Regions from separate parts of the Mus musculus genome. Here all the other regions are linked to region 1. A link is a contact called in public HiCAR-type and Micro-C data. All regions are on one chromosome and are shown on one strand. Each heading gives the region's core, a stretch centred on a gene start, on an enhancer-like site or on the middle of the called end of the contact. The rest is flanking DNA. Distances are from core to core; before and after follow the strand shown. Region 1 has its middle 26 kb from the start of Gm22845. Region 2 overlaps Gm38407 (predicted gene, 38407). Region 3 has its middle 8.2 kb from the start of Gm38407.

What was found. Hi-C and Micro-C count contacts between places; a contact is called where the count stands out from the background. HiCAR-type assays count read pairs that join an accessible place to other places.
Region 2: a Micro-C map of muscle stem cells shows a contact between it and region 1, with 6 times the contacts expected there. The contact joins two enhancer-like sites. A contact is called at or near these places in 1 of 15 datasets of contacts at CTCF or cohesin (the NIH/3T3 cell line) and 1 of 484 Hi-C or Micro-C datasets (muscle stem cells).
Region 3: a HiCAR-type map of fibro-adipogenic progenitors shows a contact between it and region 1, with 4 times the contacts expected there. The contact joins two enhancer-like sites. A contact is called at or near these places in 2 of 15 datasets of contacts at CTCF or cohesin (both in the NIH/3T3 cell line), 12 of 484 Hi-C or Micro-C datasets (the 3T3-L1 cell line, the C2C12 cell line, the HL-1 cell line and 8 more) and 1 of 115 datasets of contacts at active chromatin or transcription factors (fibro-adipogenic progenitors).

The regions. Positions count from the first base shown.
Region 1 is chr12:9,837,234-9,841,054 of GRCm38.p6, forward strand. No RefSeq gene overlaps it. Among named protein-coding and RNA genes, the nearest start is that of Gm22845, 26 kb to the right of the region's middle. Within about 2 kb of position 2,153, at least 62 of the 459 cell types and tissues checked have an H3K27ac peak or open chromatin away from gene starts, as enhancers often do. A contact at or near this core is called in fibro-adipogenic progenitors and muscle stem cells, where this site is marked.
Region 2 is chr12:10,512,569-10,516,389 of GRCm38.p6, forward strand. Gm38407 (predicted gene, 38407) reads left to right here. Exons shown (of 12, transcript NR_110487.1): 10 at 326-434; 11 at 2,044-2,211. Among named protein-coding and RNA genes, the nearest start is that of Gm38407, 68 kb to the left of the region's middle. Within about 2 kb of position 1,888, at least 49 of the 459 cell types and tissues checked have an H3K27ac peak or open chromatin away from gene starts, as enhancers often do. A contact at or near this core is called in muscle stem cells, where this site is marked.
Region 3 is chr12:10,436,244-10,440,064 of GRCm38.p6, forward strand. No RefSeq gene overlaps it. Among named protein-coding and RNA genes, the nearest start is that of Gm38407, 8.2 kb to the right of the region's middle. Within about 2 kb of position 2,163, at least 22 of the 459 cell types and tissues checked have an H3K27ac peak or open chromatin away from gene starts, as enhancers often do. A contact at or near this core is called in fibro-adipogenic progenitors, where this site is marked.

The DNA.
Region 1 (3,821 bases), core at 903-3,402:
GAATGGATTCAAGATCCCTGATACTGAGGGAAGACCATTGCCTTGTGCTGTAAGTTTGGCCAACAACTCAGGTTTGGGGAAGTAGTAAGCCCAGGTGGGGAACAAAGTTCTGATGGGTAACTGACAGCACAACTGCCTTATAAATACTTATGCTTTTACCTGTAGACAAAAGCTGCTCTTAGCCTTAATCAAAGAAGTCCCTCTTAAAATGAGCAGTGGAGAATGATATGTGGCTGCCCAAGATGCAGAAAACAAGCAGCAGATGTGCATCCAGCTCTAAACATGTCGCTTATCCCCAGTCTGAGTCTGGAGCTACACTGTGGAAGAGGAAGGGGGAAGTGTGAAAAGAGCAAATGATTTCAAAATGCCATCCCCTGGACTTGAAACAACTGCTGTAAACATCAATTCACATAAACTGTAGTTATACACCCTGGGCTCACAATATACCAGACCCAGTAAAAGTTATCAATGAAGGGGGAGGGTGCTTACAAGGCCCGACGCTTTACTGCTGAACTATTGACTACAGAGAAGTCTCTTGTGATCCATCTCAAGGGGAAGCTCCAAGGCCTGACACAGTTACTGATGCTATGGTGTGCTTACAGATAGAAGCCTAACATGGCTGCCCTCTGAGAGGCCCCAAAAAAGCAGCTGACTGAGACAGATGCAGATACTTACACCCAACCATTGGACTGAAGTTGGGAACCCTTGTGGTTCAATTAGGGAAAGGCTGGAAGAAGCTGAGGAGGAGAGCAACTGCATAGGAAGACCAGCAGCAGTCTCCACTAATCTGAACCCCTGAAATCTCTCAGACACTGAGCTACCAACCAGGCAGCATACAAGAGCTGCTTGGAAGCTGTGACACATAAAGAGCAGAGGACTGCCTGGTCTGACCTCAGTGGGAGAAGATGCTCCTAATCCTAGAGAGACTTGAGGCCCCGTGGGGTGGGAAGGTCTGGCAGGGACAGGAGGTGGTGACAGCCTTTTGAAGAAAGGTGTAGGGTGAACCAAGAGGGAAGAAATGACTGGAATATAAAAAAATAAAATAAAAAGAAAAGAAATTAAAAAATAGGGAGATGTTTGTAGTTTTGTACTGTCTTCTGAGCCTACCACACCAGGTTCTGACAAATAACTTCAAGCCTGTGTTCACACAGATGGCTCTTACAAATCTTGGTGGGTCAAAAAAAAAAAAAGACACAAATATAAGAGTGAGACATGTGGGAAGGTAGGTGGGGCAGAGGTGGCATGGAGGTAGGAGGGGGGAGTAGTCAGTATGGAATGTATCCATATGAATGTATCCATAGGTGAAATTGTGAAAATAAAGGAAAACTAAAGTATATAAAAATAAATTTTAAAAGGGAGAGAAAAAAAGGAAGAAAATCTTGTGAGCTTCATCCAGGGAATGTAAAAGTATACTTATTCTTAACACACAGTTTTTGATATTTGGTTCCAATAGTAATTTGTAATCAGATATGGTAATATTCTTGACAAAAGTTTTATAACCAAGTTGAACAGATTTCGTACAGCAAACATGTGTCTTACTGACCCCTCATACGTGCCAAAGTTATGGCAGTATATCATTCTTAGTGAAGGACCTTCTGTTGTGGCAAGGGTAATTGGTTCAAAACCTTGTGGGTAGATTAAAGCAGCTATAACCAGAATCGGAACTCAGTTCCACCGAGGCTCTATTTCCTACCAGCAGTTGGTGTGCAGTGGACTCTTTCTCTCTTCATTACAATCAATTCTTAACCCTCACATGGGCCCACTTTATATCTTTTTTCATAAAGTTTAAATCCTGCTAAATTCAAAGTGTTGAAATAAACTTATTTACTTCCAGACTTCTGAAAATTTTAAGATGGAATATTTGTGTGGCTGAGTTTTGATTATAAAAAAATTCTGTTGTAACAGACAGTCTCTAAAGTTCCTGCAAGCAAATTGGGAAGCCTTATAGTAAAATGTTCACAATATGAACAATTCAATCGATAGACAGGATTGAGACTCTCAGCCAAGCCATGCTCACATTGGCGAAAAGAACAGAGTATAATTAGCTGCCCTAGCAGGATCACAAGTCTCCTTTCCGGGGGAGCTCTGGAGAGAACAGCCTCAGGGTACACACAGCTGCAGGATTCTCATTCCTTTGGGCTGGCTCATCACATATGTGGCTTCATGATATTCAAACCTTGGGTCTCAAACAATCTTTTCCCATTTTCTTGCTATGTATGCTTGACTCAGTAGCTTTGTTTATTTTCTTAAAATATTTAATTTGGTTTGTGCTTCCTGGTGTGGCTTGGCTAGGTTTTTTCCTAAGGGCAGTCTTCTTGAATCTCCTTGTCATTCATAATGCCACACCTCCAGAAGGACTGCACACTTCCTAAGTGTTGGGCACTGGTACCATCCCATCTTCATCTGAGGGTTGAGGTTTCATGAATTGCTTCACTGGGTCCACAAATGCTTGAGATATGGTCCAAGTTATGATGACCCATGCCAAAAGAATCAACCTTCTCGTTTTTCAACCAAGTTTTCTGACCATTATTACTGAGGTTCTGATAGTCTTCACACTGACTTTTTCCAGGCTATGAGGCAGAGGGAGCGGCTCCCTTCACTGCTCCAACTCTAGAAGCAGCTTTAGTTCTACTTTACTTGCACCCAACAGCTTTTGTGTCCCCCCACCCAGAGGAAAAACATACAATTATTTCCCCAACATTTTCAACATTCCAAAGCAACTAGTCCTGGGGTTCCCTGTGTGCAAATGGCCATTGCTCTTTCTCGGAGCAGAACTACAGGCTGGAAGCTATTGGCTTTCTTAGCATCCCCTTCAAAGAAGGAAAATACCAGAGCCTCCTGAACCAACAGTGAGACATGTTTGACTAGCAATGATGAAATGTCTTCTATAAACACTCCCTAACTACTCTCCTTCTCTTTCCAGGACTGATTCACCACTGAAATATTTGTGTCACTCAAGTTCAAGTACATGAAACCAAATCCTTTGGTGTCGGTGGCTCTCAGTGCCACAGAGGGCAGCATGAACTTTACCAGGGAGGGTGGCCATTAAATAATCCAGAGCAAGCTGATGGCCTCTGACAAGCTTTCTAGCTCAACAGACAAAGTTGGGACCAGAACTTATTATGTCAGATCCGTGGCGCACACTGGGAACCCTTGTTGCACAGTCATTTCCTCTCAGATGTTTCTGGTTTTACTAATACAGAATGCGCATTGCCAATACAAGAAGAGTTAGACTCAATGCCCCCAAGATGCCATTAGCAGGCAGTGCAGTCTTGTGTTAATTCAGAGCCATCTACTTAAGACTTTGTGACCATAATTCAAGTTTACTTGAATTCTCCAAAAAGGCGATTTTAAAAATGCATTTTCAGAGGAATAAAGACTGCCAGGGAATATCAAGCATCCTCTGGGGTTTGGCTGAGAGAGAAACACTGAGAATGATAAAACAGAAGTGAGGAATAGATAGATCCTTCCATGTCCAAGGACAAACAGAAAACTTCTCTGTAAAGAAGTCTCCTGGGGAGTCTTCCCACTGTGAAATTACTGACCTTAGTGTCATGGTTATAGTTCGAAAGTTATATTTTTTCCTTACAGAAAATTAAACTTAAGTTTCACAGAACTAGGATATGTAAAAGGATTAAATTCTCAGAACAGTCAGTGCATGTCTAAGATCTAATTCCAGTAGTAAATATTATAATTCTATATACTGCTGCTGCTGCTGCTGCTGCTGATACTACTACTATTTTCAGAATAAAGCTGGATATTTATGCATTGGTTTACTGTTCTCTTTTGTGAATAATAAGCAACGTCTACAAGGTATATTT
Region 2 (3,821 bases), core at 638-3,137, 680 kb after region 1:
AGCATTAAGCTTAGGAAAGAACCAACTGGTTTAAGTGCAGAAATAGTGGGGCAGTGTCTCAGAAAGCAATGGAGTACCCAAACATGACGTATAAAAATGAAGACTCACTCAGACAACAGATCCAGAGGCCAAACAAAATAAACACTAAGGACCTCCCCTAAGAGAGTAGAGTCAGGATCTAATCAAGGAAGAATCTCTTTTACCAAAAACATCCCAGGTGGATTATAGTCATATCTTCTCATCGTCTAATGAGTATCCTCACTTTTGCTCCAGTACAACGGTATTGATAACAATTATTGCCCTATCTGATTGCTACACCACACAGGAATTCTTGAAAGAAACATTCTTCAAACCTGGTGAAGAAAGTGACATGCATGTGTGATATTTCAGATGGTAGCCTTCATGAGATAAAGAGTAAGACGATATGCCAGAGGGTAAGTCTGTTTTGAGTGGGGAAAAAAAAATGAAGCAATCATTTGCAGACCAGAAGGAAGGACTTTGTCAGCGCTCTCAGTTTCGCAAAAATTTGATTGCTTTTCCCTTGCAAGTGCAAGGGGAATTGCATCTGTCTTCTTGAAATGGGAGAGCCATCTGATTATAAATATGAGAACAAACAACAAGTGTTGTCTTTTTAATTATTTTTTTAGAACAATGAAAAGCTGAGGTGAAATTATCTCGTCTCTCTTCATTTCTTTTTGGCCACAAAGATCAAAGGACAGAAATTGCATTTGTCTGGGTCCTGGCCACGGCTAGGGGATCCTCTCATTTGTGTTGAATATGCCATATGAAAATTAAATTGCACCTTTTTAATTCAAGTCTCATATTAATGACTAGTTTGCTATTATGGCTTAGTTCAAAACTGTTTTCATAAACGGGATAACCAGGCCTCGGGATTTTACAAAATATGATTATTTATCCTGCTCAGACTAAACAGTCAAAGTTCCTAATGAGTTAAAACTCTTCTTGTACAATCTCTGCATTTTTTTACAAGTTTCTTGAGGCTCCACCAATAACAGGGATTGTCATCATGAAGGATGGCCCATCCTTCCCTGCCATTTTCAGTTTAACAAATCCAATCTGTCGGGCTAATTTTAAATCAGGAGATGCTACAAGATGAGTCATGGCTTTGTAATTGGGAAATATAACCAGGATTTGCCAAAGCCAAGGAAACCGGGCTGACAGAAACATAATTCTTTGGCGGCAACAAAGCAAATACCAGTCTGGTCAGAGTAGACAACAAAGAATACAGTATCCCTACTCCCTAGCAACACAAACAACATGGAGGGTGTTGGGGGGGGGGGTCGCAGATCACAGGATCTCAGAACAGGAGCTGGACCTGATCTCAGAATGGGTGTCGTGGCATTTGCAACGAAGGGAAGGCTTTAAAACTATAGGAGCCTGATACAGCTCCATTGGCCCATTTGTTTGTACAACCACTTAGCACAATTTTATTACAAAGAATGTTTTTAGCATGAACATCAACTGTTGGGAAAACATGGTGTAAAGCAGTAAAGATTTATTTCTCTGACCACTGGATTAATTTGCAACCAAAATAAAGAACTTCAGGCAACGGACTTCCCAATTATTTACTCAAAACCGTAAGTTTCTCCAAATCCACTTTCAAAATGTACACAGCTTAGAAATTCTGAAAGTGAATCCACGATTCTATTGAAGGAAAACTGGGGTGGGGGTAGGGGTGGGGAACGTAATCGGCTCTATTCATTTTAAATGTTTTAGCAAAGGCTGGGACTTGCCTGACCCAGTTACCATGTAGCTGGCAGTAGTCCCAACGAAATTGTGGTGCCTTTACCCACAGAGCCTGGGTTTCACGGCCACAGTTTATGAGTAAGCTGGAGAGTGGAGTTCGCTCTATCTACGTCAGTGGATTACTAGAGACATGGGGCAGCTGCAAGCCTGTTCCCCGTGGGTTTGTACCACATAGTGGCCCATCCCTTCTTAGTCTGGGACCTCATCCTACAAAAACAGATTGCTTAGTGCAGTCACATGCTTGTCCGATGAAATCATTCCTGCTTTCTTCTGCAGGTTCTCAATAGCCCTTCACAGATCAGACTCACGGAACACCTGCCAGGGCTCTGTCTCTACTCTAGCTAATGCAGGAGGGCGTCAGCTTACTGCTCTGTGTAGCAACTGGAGAGAAAAATTGCGATTAGATGTACATGCAACCAGCAGTGACCACTAATCTAAAACAAGGTAACTCTGAGTGAGCTGCTAGTATAAGGCATGTTTCTGTGTCAACAGCCTGCTGTTGTATGTGTGGTTTCATATGCATGCAGCTTTTGCACATGGGAGTTCATTCCCCATTCTCCTGGGTATTAAAACCTCACCTGTCATTTATTGTCTCAAGTCAATGTCATGGCCTTCATGACAGTTTCCTTTAGCTATCTAGAGGGAGTTATCTGGTCTTCCGTCTGAATTTTCTGTCTTGACTCACACGTATCTCTGCTTATCTTCACTAGAATGCAAGCTACTTTGGAGGCTAGGAACCTAGGACCATATCATTTTCTGATATGTTATTACTCAGAGAACTTTTAATGACTAGTCATTGATTTTAGTAAGATATGGAGGAAATAGTATTTTCATTAGGAAGATACTTGGAGACAGAAAGGGTTCAGTCTTTTGGATGACTTAGAATTTCAAGTCTGGAGAGCTAAGATGAAAGTCATTATAGTAGCAAGGGAGTTTCGAGGTAGAGTGGGGAACCTGTTCATTGAGATGGAATATGAATGGAAAGCCTGTGTATGAGCAAGAAGAGGAGAGTCTGGGATCTGAGTCTGGTGGGGACTTCAGAGAAATCCAAAGCAACAGAGACAAAGCAACCACCAAGTCTTTGACCTTTGAAAAATCAGAGGACTTGAGAGACTTAGTGTTCTGCAAGACCCAGTGTTCACTATCTGATTTATCAGTCTTCTTGACTCTGCAGCAAAACAGAATCCCTTTTCTCAACAGATTGTCAAGTTTTTGTTCACTGATAACCCATGTGAAAGTATTCTCTTGAAGTAACCAAGCTTATGAGTTTCTGACATGGAATCCTGGAATACAACATGTGGTCATCTCAGGGGCTATTGCCCTATCCTTTTCTCCAGGAGCTGTCCCCTCTCCTGCTGACACCCAAAGTGAGATTTATAGGTCATTACTCTGCTCTAACAGGTCACTGCCATCTGGTCCACTACCACACAATATCTTCCCATAGGCTCTACTCGTTCCTAGTTCACACTGTTTATTCAAGTAATTTAACCATTAAATATCTCAATTAGTCTTTTGTTGGATTAAGAAATGTCAGTAGAGTTCTTAAATGCTCAACTCATTCAATTCGAAGTTTTATGTATCCATAGAGTTTGGTTACCATGGCTATTTCAATATACAATAGAAAAGTAGATAAAAATTATGTGAATGATAGATAGTCATATAGATAGTATCTTAGTTTGACTTTTATTGCTGTGGTGAAACACTATGACCATAGCAACTCTTATAAAGGAAAACATTTAATTAAGCTGGGTTACACTTTCAGAGGTTAAGTCCACTATTGTCATGGCAGGAAGCATGACATAATCCTGGAGCAGGAGCTGAGAGTTCTACATCTTGTTCCACACACAAGAGAAGGAAACTGTGCCACAGTGGGTGTAACTTGAGCATAGGAGACCTCAAAGACCACAACCACAGTGACCACACTTCCTCCAACAAGGCTATACCTATTTCAACAAGACCACATCTCCTAATAGTGCTTTCTACTCCCTGTGGGCCATTCATTGAAACAGATGAATGAGTCTATGGGGGTCATATCTCTTCAAACAACCACAACA
Region 3 (3,821 bases), core at 913-3,412, 600 kb after region 1:
TGACCAGTAGTTTATCGGTATGCCCTCCTCGTGGAGAAGCCCGCTCTGATCATCCCTGAGTGTGGCAATCAATGAGGCCAGCAGTTCTCAACTTTGATGATGCTGTTACCCTTTAATACAGTCTTCAGATTTTGGTGATTCTTCAACCATAATATTATTTTTGTTGCTACTTCATAACCAATTTTGCTATCGGCTGTAAATCATAATGTAAATCTCTATCTTTTTCTGATGGTCTTAGGTGACCCCCTGTGAAAGTCATTCAACTTCCAAAGGGGTCATGACTCACACATTGAGAACTGATGAACTAGAGTGACAGAATTTACTTCATCCAAGATGGTCAGGTAGAATGATAAGTAGAATTATACTTTGGCTCTATGACAAGATATCAATATCAGGATTATTTGGGCAAATTTGAGATTTCATATCCTAGCAAATACTTGTCTCTGTCTTCAGTATCTTTTAAGTAATAAAACATAAAAAGTAGATCGAAAGATACAAATTTGTAACCCAAAAGACAGCAGATACTCATACAAGTGGGGTGTGTGTGTGTATCAGAGACAAACTTTGGCATTATACTTCAGGCTCTATCTACCTTTTAAGGGAACATCTCTCATTGGCCAGCGACTCATCAGGTGGACTAGGCTGGCCAAAGAGTGCAAGAATCCATCCATTTCTTTCCCTATCCCCTAAACACGGGCTTACGTGTTCATGCCACCATGACTGCCTGATGAGTTAGGGGACCCAACTCAGTTCCTCACGCTGGTGAGACAATCTCTTTGCTGATAACACTCTTTCCAGCACCCCTCAAAGTGAATTTCTATGGCAATGCCTTGAAATATAAGAGTACCTGCCCTCCAGCCTGGTATAGATCCCACCACCTCTATGATCTCTGAGCAATCCCACTGTGTTAGTCCATGAACAATACATGCTTATGTATACTTTGTCTAGACCAAACACACTCCATCAATCCATTTTCATTCCTGCCTAAACTATCAACATTTGAATACATGGCCTCTACTCTACAGCAAGTGCAGTGGGATGGAAGCTGAGAATTACTGTATGTTCCTCTTCCACTTCCACCTCCTCTATCTCGAGTCTAATTGCTTTGAGGCTGAGTTATAATTAATGTCTTCCCCAGTCTTCAACGACTGGCTTTGTGGGGACTGCTGCATTTCTAAAGAAACAGCCATAGGCAGGGGCACATGTCAGGTAGTTAGTTATTGTACTCCTAAGCCCCACCAGGTAGCTGAAGCCCAGAAACTTGTGCAAGGCCAGGAAGTTAGTGACAAGGCTTCTGGGGAGAACTGAAGCTATCTAGGAGGCTTCAGGAGAGGACTGGCCCGCTTGATCCAAGGGCCAAAGCTACATCCCCTGTCCTTGAGGTCTTTGGTTTCAGACCCTGCCCGAGAGAACAAAGGAGATTTCGGTTGTCACATTTCTGCAGCCCTGAGCTGCTCTGTTTCCTAACTTGGCTGCCTTTCCCATGTGCTGTTTCCCATCAAATACCTCCCCCCTTCCCCTCAGATGATTGGTTGAAATTAAATATCCTAAAATTACACTCAAAGGGGGGGGGGAGCTAATACGAAATTTTAATCAAAATACAAGCTTAACAGTTCCCAGTCTTTGAAATGTGAAGCAGACATGGGGTCCGTGGAGATGTTCCAACATGTCTCAGGTGTGAAGTTAGCCAATGGAAGGTGCAATGCAGGATGTATTGAGGTTTTTTGTTTTTTTTTTTTTTTAAACAAAAACAGAACAAACAAACAAAAAACAGTGGGATCATATTTCCATTTCCACAGTGGACATGACTGGAGGGATCGGTTCCTCCCCCCAAAAAAAGGAGGCTTGGGTTCTTCTTCCCATACCCATCTCCATCCACAATGGTTTAAAGTGTTTTGCGAAGGACCAAGAAAGGACCTCACTGAAAGAGGCGGACATGGGCGCCCTCTGGTGGACGCAGCTCCGTTAGCCGTCACAAGACAGCATTTCTTCCTGGATTAACTCTATAAATAGACAGATGATTTATTAAACAGATTTGAGGCTCATTTGAGGCACAGGGCCATGATTGCTTCGGGGCTCAAATAAGGGAGTGCTTAGGACCACTCTTCTTCTGAAGACACCTGGACTTACTTAGCATGATCTACATTGCAAGTGCACTGGACACTGCTGGCTCCGTTGCTCCCAGCCAGGAGATGCCAAATTCCTCCTATATAAAAGGAGCTTTAGTAACTCAAGCAAAATAAGCACACTTTCCCCCCACCTCCTTCCCAGAGACTAAGGCGGCAGGGTTGCTGGGAGGATACACAATACCTTGTTACAAACCATGTAATGTTTTAAAAAGTATCTATCTGACAGCCTTGGCTAAAGCCAGATCTTCTATCTCGATTACTTCAATATGTCAGGTCCATATCGCACCACTGCGTCCAGGCTTTCAGAGCCAAGACCTCTGTTTTGTCCAACCTTTCCATCTGGAAGCAATGAGCTTAATATTCTGGCTCTCCCCCCATAAAAGCTATGTCACAAAAAAGTAGCAGCCTGTGAACTGCTCCCCTCCCCCAAGACACACTGGGACTCCTCATTCCCTCTGTGCTCTATTCGGTTACACTGGAAGACCATCCCACCTTTCCCCTCCCCATAAACCAGAATCCGCCTGTAACAGCATAGTACCAGGAGAGAAGGAATGAATTGACAATCATTTACACTTTAATCCCACTTTTGACATTTTGAGAGATGCAGCTTAAAATATACTTGAGGCTTAGGGACTCCCTCTGTCCAGCTGTGTTCACTAGAGAAGAGACATCCCCGTTCATGAATTCTACTGCTTCTGGTGTCCAACTGGAAACCCAGATTTAGAGCCTATTTTAGGTTGTGTCTCACACTGACTCGAGCTTTTCCTTCCATGTTGAAAAAGGTCACCACCACCACCACTAAGTTCCGTGGCTGGCAGTTCAGTGATAACGACCTCCCCGTTCTATGTGTTTGGTTCATGTATTCATTCACTTTTATTTGTGTTAGGTTTTTGATCTAATGCCTAGCCGCTTCTTTTGTGTGTCCTCTGTTACACTGCAAAATCACATGGGTCTCTGGTTCCTAGTGCTCATGTTGTGAGGACAACCTAGGCTCTTGGGCAGTTAAGTGGGTGGTCCCCATAAGCTGCTGCTGCATTTGATTTCTTGGGTGATCATTAAGCCCAGCTAGGTGCTGGTCATTCTAAACCTATTCACTGACAATGGTGGAAAGCAAAGCCTGGGAATGTGCATGCGCCGTCAAGTCCCCAAGAAAAAAACCCATTTACTATGCATGTTAGAAGTCAGGACGCTAGAAGAGCTAGATCAGTGGCAGCAAATGATGAAATGGGGAAACCACGGGCCTTGCCTGGAAATGATATAACGCTGCTGTTCACCCTCCAGTGACTCCGAGCCCTGGAGTTCTGGAAGATTAGCGGAGCTGGAAATCACCCTCCTGCTGCGCTCCCTGGGCTTTGGCTACTTTTCTGTTCTCCTTCAGCTGGAAGCTGCGAGGGGCAGAGGTCAGCTTTCCTGTGTTGAATCTTTAGGGACAGGCCTTTGGATCCTGGGAGAGAATTGAAAGATCAACCCATCCCAATCCCTTGTTTTATACGAAGGACACCTCACTTGAAGGGAGGGGGGCGGAGTACATTGCCCAAGGTCATTCAAGCCCTCAATTTATTTAGGCTAATTCGGGAGACATCCATTTGGGAACAAGCCAAGCCCACATTTGTTAAGGACCTTAGTCTGCAGTGTCCTAAAGCCCCTTGTATCCATTCACATACACAAAAGAGTGTTTAAAAGTGCTCATCT